2 separate regions of the Capra hircus genome follow, and region 2 is linked to region 1. Evidence: chromatin contacts called from public Hi-C data. All regions are on one chromosome and are shown on one strand. Each heading gives the region's core, a stretch centred on a gene start, on an enhancer-like site or on the middle of the called end of the contact. The rest is flanking DNA. Distances are from core to core; before and after follow the strand shown. Region 1 has its middle 23 kb from the start of TRNAW-CCA. Region 2 overlaps TOP1 (DNA topoisomerase 1).

The links. A called contact is a pair of places that touch in the nucleus more often than the background predicts.
Region 2: a Hi-C map of liver shows a contact between it and region 1, with 2.3 times the contacts expected there. The contact joins two enhancer-like sites. A contact is called at or near these places in 4 of 5 Hi-C or Micro-C datasets (blood and liver).

What each region holds. Positions count from the first base shown.
Region 1 is chr13:69,213,928-69,221,737 of ARS1.2, forward strand. No RefSeq gene overlaps it. Among named protein-coding and RNA genes, the nearest start is that of TRNAW-CCA, 23 kb to the left of the region's middle. Within about 2 kb of position 3,219, at least 1 of the 5 cell types and tissues checked has an H3K27ac peak or open chromatin away from gene starts, as enhancers often do.
Region 2 is chr13:69,326,587-69,334,396 of ARS1.2, forward strand. TOP1 (DNA topoisomerase 1) reads left to right here. Exons shown (of 21, transcript XM_018057867.1): 9 at 2,046-2,161; 10 at 5,443-5,564; 11 at 6,470-6,592. Among named protein-coding and RNA genes, the nearest start is that of PLCG1, 36 kb to the right of the region's middle. Within about 2 kb of position 4,280, at least 1 of the 5 cell types and tissues checked has an H3K27ac peak or open chromatin away from gene starts, as enhancers often do.

The DNA of each region.
Region 1 (7,810 bases), core at 1,969-4,468:
AGATCTTCACTAACCCCATCAAGGGGCTTCCCTGGTGGTTCAGTGGTAAAGAATCCTCCTGCCAATGCAGGAGACGTGGGTTCAATCCCTGGTCCAAGAAGAGTCCCTGGAGAAGGGAAGGGCAACCCACTCCAGTACTCTTGCCTGGAGAATTCCATGGATAGAGGATCCTGGAGGGCTACAGTCCATGGGGTCACAAAGAGTTGGACACGACTGAGCAATTACACAACAACAACCTGTCAAGACTTCCAAGAAATGCTGCTTTTAGAAAAGAGCGAGTCAAAGAACATTCTAGACCAGGGTTTCTCGATCTCAGCACTACGGACATCCTGGGCCCAGTAATTCTTCATTATGGGGGCAGCCTTGTGCACTGAAGGGTGTTTAGCAGCTTCCTGACCTCTACCCACCGGATGCCAGCAGCATTGACCCTGTGATGATCAAATACGTCTCCAGAGATTTCCAAATGTCACCAGGAGGTAAAGCCACACACATCCCCGGGAGAACCAGTGGTCTATGCATCATCAGGAATGTTTATGCGGGCAAAAGCAAGCACCAGAATCAACCTTTCCTCTGGGACTTGGGTATGTTTGTGAGCACACAGAAAAAGTCCGGAAGGCAAGTTTCTGAATGAGAGCTGGGGTCACCTCTGGGATGGGGGTGGGGGTGTGAATGGGAGAAAAGAGGAGGGTCAAGGGAGGCTGGCACCTCACTGTGTCATCCACATGTCTGTCAATGAGAATGTCCACATTCGAGAAAGAGGCTCACAGTCCTAGAGAACAAACTTACGGCTTCCAGGTGTGGGATGGGGAGCGGCAGGATTGGATGGCGGGAAGGGGTAGTTAGGGAGTTTGGGGTGGACAGGTACACACTACTGTATTTAAAATGGATAACCAACAAGGACCTACTGGATAACACTTGGAACTCCCCTCAGTGCTATGGTGCAGCCTGGATGGGAGGGGAGTTTAGGGGAGAATGGATACATGTATATGTCTGACTGAGCACCCTCGCTGTTTACCTGAAACTATCACAACACTGTTAATCGGCTATTGCTGATCAGTCGCCAAGTTGCACCTGACTCCTCACGACCCCATGGATTGCAGCATGCCAGGCTTCCCTGTCCCTCACCACCTCCCAGTATCTGCCCAAGTTCATGCTCATTGCTTCCCTGGTGGCTCAGAGGGTAAACCGTCAGCCTGCAGTCCAGGAGACCTGGGTTTGTTCCCTGGGTCGGGAAGATCCCCTGGAAAAGGAAAAGGCAACCCACTCCAGTACTCTTGCCTGGAAAATCCCATGGATGGAGGAGGTTGGTGGGCTACAGTCCATGGCGTCGCAAAGAGTCAGACACGACTGAGCGACTTCACTCGCTATGTTCATTGCACCGGCGGCATCCAACCATCTCATCCTCCAATGAGATGGGGCTATACCCCAATACAAAATAAAAAGCTTTAAAAAAAGCATGTGTACGTTTGTCTATTACTTGTTTAATAGAGAGGGAAAAGAGGGGAGAGGAGGAAAAAGAAGGAGGGAAAGACGGGAAGAAGGAAAAGGGGAGGGAAGGGGGAGGGGAGAGGAAGGGGGAGGGAACCCCAGAAGCCAGATCTGGGCAGAGGTGCCGTGGGACCTCCGTGCTGCCCTGACCTCAAAGCAAAATAAGAGGGCTGCACCCACAGGTCCCTCCAGCCCTGCGCTCAGCCCAGGCAAGCCCCAAGGTGACCCAGTCCTGCCTCCAGCCAGCCCTGCCCCCCCAAGCAGCGCAGCTGTGCCACACAGAGAGAAGAGGGGCCTGGGACCGTGCTCTCCCCCTCCCAGCAGCTCGAACTGATTAGCCTCCTGGGGGAGAGGGGAGGACAGGGTCTGGTCAGCCGCCCAGCTCCACGCTGAGGACTTGGTGGAGGGAGGCTTGATTAAATAATTACACAGAACCCACTGAATAATCACGCAGGCTCCAGAAATAAGGAGTCCCTTCTGAGGAGGCCCCATTACTGATTTGGGGGCCTGTGCGGGTGTCTGTCTCCTGCCAGTGAGAAAATTACCCACATAAGGCCTCATTTGCAAAATGCATCCCAACTCACTCCATCCCCTCCCAGCCCCCGGCTGCACAGTGTAAGCTCTGTTCCACGGCTGAGGACCCCGAGGCTCAGAGCCGCTGCTGGGGCTAGTTCAAGATCCTGGGATGAGGGGAGATTCCAGCTCTGACTACCCAGGGGGCCGATGCCAGGGTTCAGGACTGAAAGATCCTCAGAGAGGTCTTGGGTTTCGTTTGCTGTTTTTGCTTCCCCATGAGGATTATTTGTCATCTTTCCATTTTGGAAAACAAATCTAAAACCGGCCCCATGAGCCTTCCCAAGATTAGCTGCTGCCAAGAGAACAGGCCAGTGTGTGAGGTGAGAGGTGGGACCCTCACCCCACACACAGGGGACCCTCAAATCCCCCCACTGCAGCTGTCCTCGTCCCATCCACCCAGGCTGAGCTGTGACTGGGGAGCCCAGCTGTTCCACGGGCTCAGGATAAGGGCCAGGGGGGGCTGGATGGACAGGAAGATTCCAGCAGCCCTTCCAGACAAGCATCTGGTTTAACGGGACTCTCCATGGCCCAAAGCAAGATGTGCAAAGCCGGCTGTCTGCTGGTCCAGCTTCCCACCAGCCAGCCCCGTTGGCTCATTTATGCCGGAGCAGCCCAAATTCATTAATAATGATTAGTCTCTTCCTCAAGAAGAGGCTCGCAATCAAAGGGCCATTAAAATTAAGTGCTGGAGGAACATGGTGGGGGGGAGGGGGAGAGGAGGGTGGGAGATGGGCAGCAGAGCTGGGCATCAGTACCCCCCGGGACTCTGACACCCCCTCTGCCACAAGACCTTGGGTCAGTCACTCCTCGGCCTCAGTTTCAAGGACACGAGGCTCAGTTTCACCATGTCTGAAATGGAGGGGCCGCTGTGACTACCAGGTCAATGATAACATGAGTGGAACTCCCAGCTGGAGGGAATACATCTTGGGGGACCCTAGGATGAGCCCCCTGGCACCAGGACCCTGGGGAAGTTAATGGAAGGGGAGAGGGATGCTCCCTGCCAGGCCAGACCTCTGAGAGTGCCTCTCGCTGCCCAGCTGGGCTCACTCTGGTTCCTGGGTCACACACGACCCGACCCCCTGACCCCCGCCACTGCGAAGTCCCAGCACACCGGGCAGAGCATCAAGAGCAGTGTGGGAGGGGAGAGCGGGCAGCCACAGCCCCGAGACCTCGGAGGAGACGGGACCTCAGCGCCCCCACCTGCTCACTGGTTTCTCGGAGTCTCAGGTACAGAGAGGAGGCCCAAGGCCGCCACGCTCAACACCCCACTGACCCTCCACTGCGCACGTGACAAGAGTCCAAGACGCGGCCACCCTCTGCTGGGGACAACCTGGAGTCCCACACACACCCGGGCTGGGGGAGGAGCGGCAGGAGGCGGCTGCAAAGCACACCCAGCTGCCTCTCAAGGAACAGAATTCAAACAGGAACAAAGGAAAGAAGCAAAAGAAGGGACTTCCCTGGAGGTCCACCGGCTAGGACTCCACGCTCCCCATGCGGGGGGCATGGGTTCAATCCCTGGTCAGGGATCCCCACCCCACAGAAGAAGAAGAAAACAGAATCCTGCAGTCTATCACGTCTGGCCCTTCCTTGGGAGAAGGGGAGATGCCAAAACTCCAGAAGTGCTGAGCGCGGGGTTGAGGTGGCTGCCTGATGCCTCTTGAGGACAGGAAATGCAGTGTTTCAAAGGCCCCTGTTATGCCAAGTGCTCAACCTTGTGACTTCATCCGACGACCACAAGGACACCACAAGGTCAGAATTAGTCATTCCTGTTTTACAGAGGGAAAAACTCAGCCTGTACAAGATGCCATGTCTGGGACGGTCACGGTGCCAAAGCCAAGATGCAAACCCAGAGGGACGGGGTGGGGCGGGAGGTGGGAGGGGGGCTCAGGATGGGGGGGACACTGTGGCCGATTCATGTGGCTGTTTGGCAAAAGCCATCACAATATGTAATTATCCTCCAATTTAAATAAACTAATTTTTGAAGTGGGGGAGCCAGGAGCACTGGATTCTGACTCTCCCCTCCCCTTTTCCACTTGGCGGCCAGGAGGTGGGTGATGACTGGAGTGGTAATTACAGCTGACACTTCCCAAGCCCCATCGGGACGAGGCCACAGCTCCTGCAGCTCTGAGTCACTCCCTCCTCCCCACAACTCTCCTCCCATTTCAGAATGGAGACGCGGAGGCAGAGTGGCGTTCAATGACTCGTCCAAGGTCACGGGATAGGGACACGGCAGGGTCAGGACTCCGCTGGACGGGCAGGGTCCAGCCTCACCTCCCACTGGGCCGCTGGCACAGTGCTTGGAACAGACCGGCTGGTCCGTAATAAACATTGGACAGAAGGAGGGATTAGTCGCAAGAGGGAAGACAACAGATTAGCACAGGGTGATGGTCAGGAGGGGCTGTCCTGAGCCAAAACAGCCTGGGTTCAGATCCCAGTTCTGCCACTTTATAACTGCAAGCTTCTTAAGTTGTCCCCGTGTCCATTTTCTTATCTGAAAGACGACTATAATAATAGCTCTTGGGGCTTCCCTGGTGGTCTAATGGTTAAAAATCTGCCTTGCGGTACAGGGGACGCCAGTTCGATCACTGGTCCCGGAAAATCCCACATGCCTCGGAGCAACTAAGTCCATGCACCGCAACTACTAAGCCTGAGCTCTGGAGTCTGGGAGCCGCGACTACAGAAGCCTGAGTGTCCTCAAGCCCGTGCTCTGCAACAGGAGAAGGCCCTGCAATGAGAAGGCCACTCACCACAACCAGAGAAATCCCGACTTGCAGCCACGGAGACCCAGCACAGCCATAAATAAATAAATGCATGTTTAAAATAATAATAGTTCTTACCAAAGAGTGTTCTTTAGAGCAACAAGGGGGTTCCTCCACAGCCTGGCACCTGCTGCGAGCTCTGTCCTGCTGCGGATGAGCGGACGGCAGGCAGCCCTGAAGCTTTGGACCAGCTCTCAGCCCAGCCCCAGGGTATTCTTACAAGGCCACCAAGGGCGGTCAGACTCCACGCATGCGCAAGACCGAGAAAGCCCGCATCCTTCATTTTGGCGCCCCGGGCGCCTGACCGCCTCACCCTGGTCCCAACTCTCGTCCGTCCGGCCTCTAGTTTCTGTCTGGTCTCCCCTGTTCTCCGGGGGTCCTCTGTTTCCTCCACCCAGAGGACAGGGGCTCTCAGACCAGTCCTGCAAGGGTCTCCAGCCTGGTGACAGTAACCTCCCCGTCACAGAGAGATTAGAGCAAAGGCCAAATGGCCACTTGAAGCCTACGGGACAGTATAACTACAAGGAAGCTGGAAGCGATTTCGAAGCTTGGAGCGAGCTGATGGGGTGAGCATCGCCGGTGTGATCACAGCGCCATCTGGTGGTAATGTGGGAGATGGTGCCCCCATCCTTCACAAAGAGGGTATTTAGACGTTTCAGTTCAGCTCAGTTCAGTTCAGTCGCTCAGTCATGTCCGGCTCTTTGCGACCCCATGGACTGCAGCACGCCAGGCCTTCCCGTCCATCACCAACTCCCGCAGTTTACTCAAACTCATGTCCGTCGAGTCGATGATGCCATCCAACCATCTCATCCTCCATCGTCCCCTTCTGATACCAAGCCCTGTTGATGAATTGTTTTCGTACAATACATCATTGAATTCTAACAACACTCTAAGGAAGGTATTGTTACCCTGTTTACAGGTGAGGACACTGAGGCTCAGACTCTCAAACTGAATTGCCCAAGAAAACAGCCAGCAAGTGGCAGAGCCTGGACTGTAGCTCAGACTTTCTGACACCAAAACCTTCCCTAAGCCTCAGGGGAATCCATGAAAAAGAAAATAGATACTTCCCCTGGCCTCACAGAGCTTACAGCCTAATTGGGGCACAGAAATAACAAATTCATTTATTAAGCATCCACTCTTCATTAGGTGGGACTTCCCTAGTGTCTCAGATGGTAAAGAATCTGCCTACAGGGCAGGAGACCCAGGTTTGATCCCTGAGTCGGGAAGATCCCCTGGAGAAGGAAATAGCTACCCACTCCAGTATTCTTGCTTGCAAAATCCCATGGGCAGAGGAGCCTCATGGGCTACAGTCTATACAGGGCATTAGGTGCTGGGGATGAAGAACTTGGCCAGGATCCCTGCCCAAATCAAGCTTGTGGGGAAGATGGACATTAATTAAACAATCACACAAATAAATATTATTGTCGTTCAGTTACTCAGTCATGTCTCTTTGCAACCCCATGAACTGCAGCAAGCCAGGCTTCACTGTCCTTCACTATCTCCGAGAGCTTGCTCAAACTCATGTCCATTGAGTCAGTGATGCCATCCAACCATCTCATCCTCTGTCATCCCCTTCTCCTCCTGGCTTCAGTCTTTCCCAGCATCAGGGTCTTTTCTAATGAGTCAGCTCTTTGCATCAGGTGCCCAAAGTATTGGAGCTTCTATGTCAGCATCAGTCCTTCCAATGAATAGTCAGCGTTGATTTCCTTTAGGATTGACTGGTTTGATCTCCTTGCTGTCCAAGGGCCTTCTCCAGCACCACAGTTCGAAGGCATCAATTCTTCAGCACTCAGCCTTTTTTACTATCCAGCTCTCACACCCATAAATGACTACTGGAAAAACTTTGTAGCTAAGTAATATCTCTGTTTTTTAATACACTGTCTAGGTTTGTCATAGTTTTTCTTCTAAGGAGCAAGCATCTTTTAATTTCATGGCTGCAGTCACCATCTGCAGTGATCTTGGAGCCCAAGAAAATAAAGTCTGTCACTGTTTCCACTGTTTCCCCATCTATTTGCCATGAAGTGATGGGACTGGAGGCCATGATCTTCATTTTTTGAATGTTGAGTTTTAAGCCAGCTTTTTCACTCTTCTCTTTCACCTTCATCAAGAGGCTCTTTAATACTCTTTGCTTTCTGCCATAAATATACAACAGTGGAAAAAGACCTGAAGGAAATGTATAGATCGTGAGACTGGATTTCAGACTGCCTACTTGCCCTGGGGTGGTGGCAGCCCGGGGCAGGGCAGGAGTGGGGGATGGGGGGGGCGGGAAGCAGGGAAATCTTCACTGAAAAAGTGATGCCTTGAGCTGAGATCTGGAAGATAAGTGGGACTTAACTAGGCAAAAAGGCATTCATTTATTCATTAGCACATGAAGGCAATGTGGCAGTCAGCCTTGTTTTCATTTTTTGTTGCACGTATAAAAATCCAGAAATAGAGGGATTTCCTGGTGGTCAGTGGTTAGGACTCAGTGCTCTCACTGCCATGGGCCCACGTTTGATCCCTGGTCAGGAAACAAAGGTCTCACAAGCTGCATGGGGTGAACGACAACAAAAAAAAAAGTCCAGAAATAATACACAGAATATTTGCTTTTGCAACTTGCTTTTTTACTCCACATTGTTCTTCAGATCTTCGCATGTCAACACATAGAACCATTCGCTTCAACCAAGGAGGCCCTCATGCCATTGACGCCTGCCACGTGCACTGAGATTTGTCCATCCATGACCCTGCTGATTTCATTTGGCTTGTTTCCACATTGTCTTGCCTACAGACAGTGCTACAGCCAATAGCCTCCAAATGGGTGAATCTCAAAATGAGGCTTTCCAGGTGGCTCAGTGGTAAAGAATCTGACTGCCAATGCAAAAGATGCAAGAGGCTCAGATTCAATCCCTAGGTCGGGAAGATCCCTTGGAGGAGGAAACGGCACCCCGTCCAGGATTCTTGCCTGGAAAATTCCATAGGCCGAGGAGCCTGGTGGGCTACAGTCCATG
Region 2 (7,810 bases), core at 3,030-5,529, 110 kb after region 1:
TCCAGGTTCCTATGCAATATTGCTCTTTACAGCATTGGACCTTGTATACGTATATTCCCTCCCTCTTAAACCTCTCTCCCATCTCCCTCCTGACCCCACCCCTCTAGGTTGATACAGAGCCCCTCTTTGAGTTCCCTGAGACATACAGTGAATTCCTGTTGTGTATTTTACATATGGTAATATAAGTTTCCATGTTATTATCTCCATGCATCATCTCACCCTCTGCTCCCCTCTCCCCATGGCCATAAGTCTGTTCTCTATGTCTGTTTCTCCATTGCTGCCCTGCAAATAAATTCTTCAGAACCATCTTTCTAGATTCCTGTATGTGTTAGTATATATTTATCTTTCTCTTTCTGACTTACTTCATTCTGTATAATAATCTCTACGTTCATCCACCTCATTAGAACTGACTGAAATATGTTGTTCCTTTTTATGGCTGAGTAATATTTCATTGTGTGTATGTACCACAACTACTTTTTCCATTCATCTGTCAGTGGACATCTAGGTTGCTTCCCCGTTCCAATGAGTTCCTTTCTATGGCTGAGTAATACTTAAAAGCTTTTGCACAGCAAAGGAAACAGTCAACAAGATGAAACGACATCCCTCAGAATGGGAGAAAATAATTACAATTGAAACAACTGACAAAGGATTAACCTCCAGAATATACAAGCAGCTCATGCAGCTCAATACCAGAAAAATAAACAACCCAATCAGAAAATAGGCAGAAGACCTAAACAGACATTTTTCTAAAGAAGACTTGTAAATGGCCAACAAACATGAAACGATGCTCAGTGTCGCTCATTATTAGAAAAATGCAAATCAAAACTACAGTGAGGTATCACCTCATACTGGTCAGAATGGCCATCATCAAAAAATCTACAAAGAATAAATGCGGGAGAGGGTGTGGAGAAAAGGGAACCCTGTTGCACTTTGGTGGGAATGCAAGTAGATATGCATTCCATATTCCTATATCCACTATGGAGGGCAGTATGGAGATTCCTTAAAAAATGAGAAATCTGACCCTAGTTTTAACTGTTACCCATCATAGCTTTAGAGGTTTTCAACGCTGCTTTGAATTGTGTGTACTTTCGTGTTAGGGTTGAGCCATTGGAACATTTATCCCATATTTATTCTAAACAGATGATTCTTAATGAAAAGATCTAGAAACTGGGGAATTTGTTGATGGGGTTAAGTGTGATTAAGTACATGTTTTTCCTAACTTTTTTGATGAACTGTTGATGGGAGCCAAAAGGCCAACGACTGTTATTTTTATTTCTGTACTAGTAGTTGTTGATCCAGTGATATCAGCGTGTGTCATAGGATACGTTCTTTCTCTTTAAACTGAGGTTTAGTGTTGAGTGAATCTCTTAATTTGCTTAAATGCTTAAGTTATCATGAGCCCTTCGGATGAACATGATGGAATTAGGAGGAATTATAAAAAGCTGGAATCTTAATTTTAAAACACTGGAGTTGGGAATTCCCTGGCAGTCCAGTAGTTAGGACTCCAAACTTTCACTGCCTGGGAAATCTCACGGACAGAGGAACCTGGTGGATTATAGTTCATGGTGTCACATCGGGTCAGACATGACTTGGTGACTAAAGCACCACCACCGCCACTTTCTCAAAGGGTGGTTTTCCCTGTACCTTCACCCAATATCTCCATTCCCAGGAGGCCTTTTCCTTTGTATCAGTGTATAAAATAGTGTCTCCATCATGTACACGATTGTGGCTTACTTTTATACCATTGTGATAAAACAGCTGAGATCATTGCTAAATAATGAGCTCATATACTCAATTTCTTTGAACTAAACTGTTGAAATGTGTTTTCCTCCATTCACCTGAGTAATCCATCATCTTTGTTGTAAGCGTTAGCTTTTTCAGAGTGAAGGATACTAGTTTTTTTGATGCAGATCTTGAATGTGGTACCCAGAGTCATTCCAGAGCACCAATCAGTTGAGCAGATAATTATTTTGGTATTTAATCGGTGATAATCTCAATATCAGGTAAAGTGATCACTAAATGAGGTTGTACTTTGTCTTTTACAGGTGGGAAGAAGAACGCTATCCTGAAGGCATCAAATGGAAATTCCTAGAACATAAAGGTCCTGTATTCGCCCCACCATATGAACCTCTTCCAGAGAATGTCAAGTTTTACTATGATGGTGAGTTGTTCCAAGGTTGTCCAGTTCTTGGCCAAGCAAAGAGTATGTTCTATTTAGGAATAGAAAGCGGGGAAGCATCTTGTTCTGTATTATCCTTTTTGTTTATTTCATTTTGTTCTCATGTCATTGTATGGTTTGGGGAAAGGGCCATCAGGCGTTAATCCTTAAAACCTCATTTGGTACAGGAAAAGTTCCGTGAGAAAGGAGCTGTCTTATCTCCCTTGTTTCCCATTGAGTCGTGGTCTCAAAAAGGTCCAGCTACATAGGTCGCAGCCAGCCCTTGGTCCACAAGCTAAATGTTTTTATCTGAGTGACATTTCTAAGGAGCTACTCTTTATAAGAGTTCTTAGAAAAGACTTACTTCAATGGTAGTATTTTATTTTACTGATACAATGCAAGCTCACAAGCTACTCACTGCTAGAAATAGAATTAGTGCTTGGTTGAGGACTAATTAATTAGCCTGCCATCAGCCTCTAGGTAGGGCTGGTAGGTGTCTATCACTCTATGGCATAACACTGTGCAGTTGTCCTTTGTGCAGTCAAGTGTGATGAGCTGCTCTGAGGAAATATCCTGCCTAGTTCTTTGAGAACACCCTTAGACCTCTGTCCTTGGGTTGAAAATTTTGAGAGTAGTCCTTGATGCTCCCTTATTGGCATAAAGCAGTATGCAGATGGTAATTCTCAACTTATTTCCCTTATTCCAAGGGTTTTCTCCAGAAATACTCAATTGATTTCCCTCATTCCAAGGATTTTCTCCAGAAATAACCAGAGTATTATTCCTCAAACTCTCATGTGCTTTAGATTTAACAGGTGGATCTGGGCTCATTTAATTGATACTGAGTGATCATGGGTGCTTCTGAACCAAGTGGTCTGCTGACCAAACTTTGAGAAACTAAGCCAGGAGAACTGCTGAAAAGCATGTCTCTGTCCACCAGCAGTGGTTTCGGGCCATGGATGCTTAAAGGTCAAGGGGTAGTAGTTTATACTGAAAGGCTGGGTCTTGCAAATGAAGAACATGTCAAACTGGAATTTGTTGTTTTAAACTGTATTTATTCAACGTGCTATATTCAGACACCAAGACCCAGCAGTGGACAATACTGACGAATCTCTGGTCTCATGGAATGTGTGATCTCGCAGGATTTTATAGCCTCATTCTAACCTGTGTTGACTGGAGAGCATGGGACAGAATTCTACTATTAGCCCTCATAGTGGTCATTCTGGAGACTCTGCAATTTAACTCAAAGCCAAAACTCCAATGATGAGAAAGAGCCTTAGCTAATCATAAAAGCGCAGATATTCTATAGCCCTAGTATAGGTTTACCTTTAGAGTTGAACTTTGGGGGACGCAATTGGTGAAGCCTAACTTTGAGGTCCAAAGTGATTTGAAGGGAAGCTGGGTTCCTTTCTTTAGCCTTTGGGTTTCCCTTACTTTCAGAAATGGGAAGCCAAGGCTTGAACTAATCGTTACGGCTCACCCTGGTCCCTTCTACATTCTTGCCCTACCGGAGCTCCAGCTCCAGGGCTCTCACATTTTCTCATTTGGTCTTTCTAGAATTTCTTCCCTTTGATTAGGTAAACTCCCACACTGCAGTAAGTCAAAAAGTTGTATTTGACTTACTACCAAGTTGATAACTGTCAGTCCTGCCTACTCTCTAGGGAAGAGACTTCTCAGACTCCTTAAGTGCCTGCCAGGGAGGAGGGGCACGGGCTGGCCGAAGCAATGAGTGACCTCTGAGAACCTCCAGTTTTCAGCTCTGACTCAGCAGTTTCTTATTCCTGGAACTCAGCCATTCCTACAAAGCACTACTCTTGCCAGGAACCTCTAAGTCATTCTCCTACCGTTCTACTGCTGGGAGCTGTCATTTCATCTCTTGGCAGCTCATCTAAACAGGAGGTGTCACAATTGCTTTCTCTATTGGGACAGAATTCAGCAGAATTTCCCAGAGTATACCAAATGTATGGGAGAATAGCTTACATTCTTTCTTGCCTTTTATTTCATTTGTATTATTCTTAGTGACTTACTGGTTTCCTTTATATCGGAAGCGTGTTACATCTTAACTGGCAACACTGGTTCAGACTTGAGTGAATTCTGAAGTGCAGGAACCTCTCGAAAAGCCAGCCTGTCCTTCCCAAGCTGTGTTGTCTTTGGAAGGAGCTAGAAGGTTTAGAGGGGAAGTGGTGCCACCTGTTGGCCTTTTAAAGTTATAGATTTCAAGCAGGTTCTTTCTGTCTACCCTGAAAATTTCAGTTTAGAGCTGCAGTTTACTGTACCGTCCCTGCAATCGGGGATGAAACTGTCTAACCATCATGAGATGAGATATCTTCTGAGTTTTGAAATACATGGAATTTGGGTTAAGTTTTAGTTTTCTGTAATAAATGTGAAAATCCTTGGTGAATTACTAGTATCTATGTAACAGGTAAGGCAGTGGAAAAATGTGTATAATGCCACAAACCCCTGTCATCCCTGTGTTCTGGATGAGTCCTGTTTCCCTGAAAGAGGCAACTTTATAATAATGCCTGTGTTCCAGGGCATTTCAAACTCTGGTGTGTACACTAGCCACCTGGGGGTCTCATTAGAATGTACGTTCTTGGTTCAGTCGGTCTGGGGTGGGGCCTGAGATTCTGCATTTCTGCCAGACTCATGTGATGTCAGTACTGCTGGTCCATGAACCATACATTGAGAAGCAAAGTTCTAGAGGAAGGTCTTACTTAAATTTTTTCATATGGGATATCTGGGCTTGCCTGCTATGAATATATATATTTTTTAATTCATATTCCACCCACCTAACTTTGAAGAAGAAAGATGCCTATTTCTTTTCCCCACAATTCCTTTCTTCCACTCCCTGTCCTATCCCTTCCTCCCCTTCTTGAACAGAAGCTGTTTAGCTTAGCAGTGGCAGGAGTCCCTCTGAGGATTTGATTTTTAAAAACCATTGAAGAGGTGTAAAGGACCCTGCTTGCTGAAAGGAAAAGGAAGAGTGACTGGGCCTCCCCCAGGTCATCCCTGTCCTGAGCAGGCTCCTGGGAACAATTTACTGGCATAGTCTCCAGAGAATGACCCAGGTAAATATCGACTAAAGAGAAGGAAAATTCATACAAGTAGATGTTAATCGATAATACTGTTTTTGTTGTTGTTGTTACCACGCGTCACCAGACCTTTATATATATATACCTTCAGAAGGTAAATAAACCATTATGAAAGAAGATGTCTCCAGAACCTCAGTGTTTAACCTCAGAACATGAATACAGCACCTCATTTTTTGGAACCACTTTTGTCTCTAGGTAAAGTCATGAAGCTGAGCCCCAAAGCGGAAGAAGTAGCTACGTTCTTTGCAAAAATGCTCGACCATGAATATACTACTAAGGAAATATTTAGGAAAAATTTCTTTAAAGACTGGAGAAAGGTATTGTAGCCCATGTATTAATATCCTAGCCCCTTAACAAAAACACTGATCTCTACTACTAAGTAATAAATGATAATTTAACCAAAAGAATTCCCTGATATACAATTTGAGTTTTATGAATTTTATTATATTGAAAGTTGGGGTTCCCCCCTGTTCATTTACTGTATTATATAGGTTTTCAATCCAATAAGAATAACTGTGTTTCTTTTCCTCTTGGCTCTCCTGCGGCTGTAGCCGGGAGAGTTTATCAGATAGGTCAAACAGAAACCTCAGCTCCAGTTGAGCAAAGGAAAGTTTGTCTCTCAGGACTGCCCACTGTCTGCTATTACAAAGAAACATGCATTAGCATTGTCCTGTTCCCTTTTGATTCATGCTCTTTAGCTTTAGGTACTTTGTGCTCTTAACACCACATATCCTTTGTCTGCTGAGGTGATTTTAAACAATTTCCTTATTAATTTGGAGAATGTGAACAGAGGCTGAGCTGAAGTTCACTTTCTGAATAGCTGTAAAAATAAGATTTAATAAGTGAATAGAGCAAGGATGTTTCTAAGAGAGAAGGAGCGTGGAAATGTTTCATCACTAAATGATATATATATATTTGTGTTTCTCTAGCTGTGGTATTTATGCTTAGAAGATTGTGGCAATGTGCTAAGGAGTCTAAGAAATGACATGAGTGTTACCCTTTTCACTGTTGTTATCCTAAATATTTTTCTACCACGTGCATATTTTATAATAGAACAAGGAAATAAAAGCTTCTTTTTTTCCCCAAAATTCTCAAGTTTAGATTGACTGCCTCAGATACTCTTGGACTGAGAACATGATACTTTGCTGTAATTGTGGAGAAACTTGAGGGCTTATTAGTTTATTTACTGTCTTTTTCTGTCTCCCCCTTTTCTTTTAACTAGGAAATGACCAATGAAGAGAAGAATATTATCACCAACCTCAGCAAATGTGATTTTACCCAGATGAGCCAGTATTTCAAAGCCCAGACAGAAGCTCGGAAGCAGATGAGCAAGGAAGAGAAACTGGTACTGCAGAATTTCTTAAACCTCTGGAGAATTTTGAAATAGTGATTAGTTTAATTTTCTGATTCCTACACTAAAGATTTAAGATTCTTGGCCTAGTAAAGTCTCGATTTTTTTAAGGGTTTCACGTAGACTAAAAAATGTGAATAGGCATTATGTTTAAATGGCTCAATATGAGCTGGTGTTCTGTTAACCTAAAAACCAGCCAGTAACCTCCAGTAATACAGTGTTTAAGGAAGAGCATGTCTGACCTACAGTGGCTCCTAGATGTTAGGGACTTAAGACAGATAAAATCACATTGGCTATATCTGTGTACACACACAGACACAGACACACACAGACACAGACACACACAGACACAGACACACACACACGTTCTCTTTCTTTGACCTGTTTTTAGCCACACTCATCCAACTACATCATCTACCTGTGGCCAACCTCATTTCTGAAGGATCTTTCTAGTATCTGAAAATGGATGTCACTTTCTAGGATGTCACTTTCCTCTAGAATATTGGTAGGCAAACTATAGATAGGCTGCTCGTTTTTGTACAAAAGTTTTGTTGAAACATGCCACATCTAACTTGTTTACCTATTATCTATGGTCGCTTTCAGCAGTGGCAAAGTTGAGTAATTACAACAGAAACCGTATGGCTCTCAAGCCTAAAACATTTTCTATCTAGAAAAAGCTTGCCATTCCCCGATCTAGAGAATCAAGGCTGGTGTTTGACTTTTTTGGCTCAAAGCTGGGATCAAAAAAACAGGTTAGCGGAGGTCTGGAAGTTAAGTATTTTATATACCTGGCAGTTACGTATTTTAAGGAATTCTTGGCACTTCGAAGCCTTAAATGTCAGTATCTTAGATTTACATGTTTATATAATTTAGGCCACTGTCTCTATGTAACTCACTGTTTGAGAGTACCTATTTGACCTTTAGTTTAAAAAACTAGTTACTACAGAGATGGTAAGAATGATACCTGCACTGTGCTTTTCAGTCTCAGTTTAGTCGTCTCAGTATTCCAAACTAGTGAGATTTATTTTATTTTTCACTTCAGGGGTGTTTTTCAAACTAAAATCCATGTCAGGAGGTTTTATAAGTATCACCATGTCAGAGCCTTGCCAAGGATACCTGTCACCAGCAGGTGAATCTTTATCTGTGCCCAAGGCAGCAGGACTTAGTTTAAATCTAATTGCTGAGTATAATATCAATATGAGGGAAGGGTTA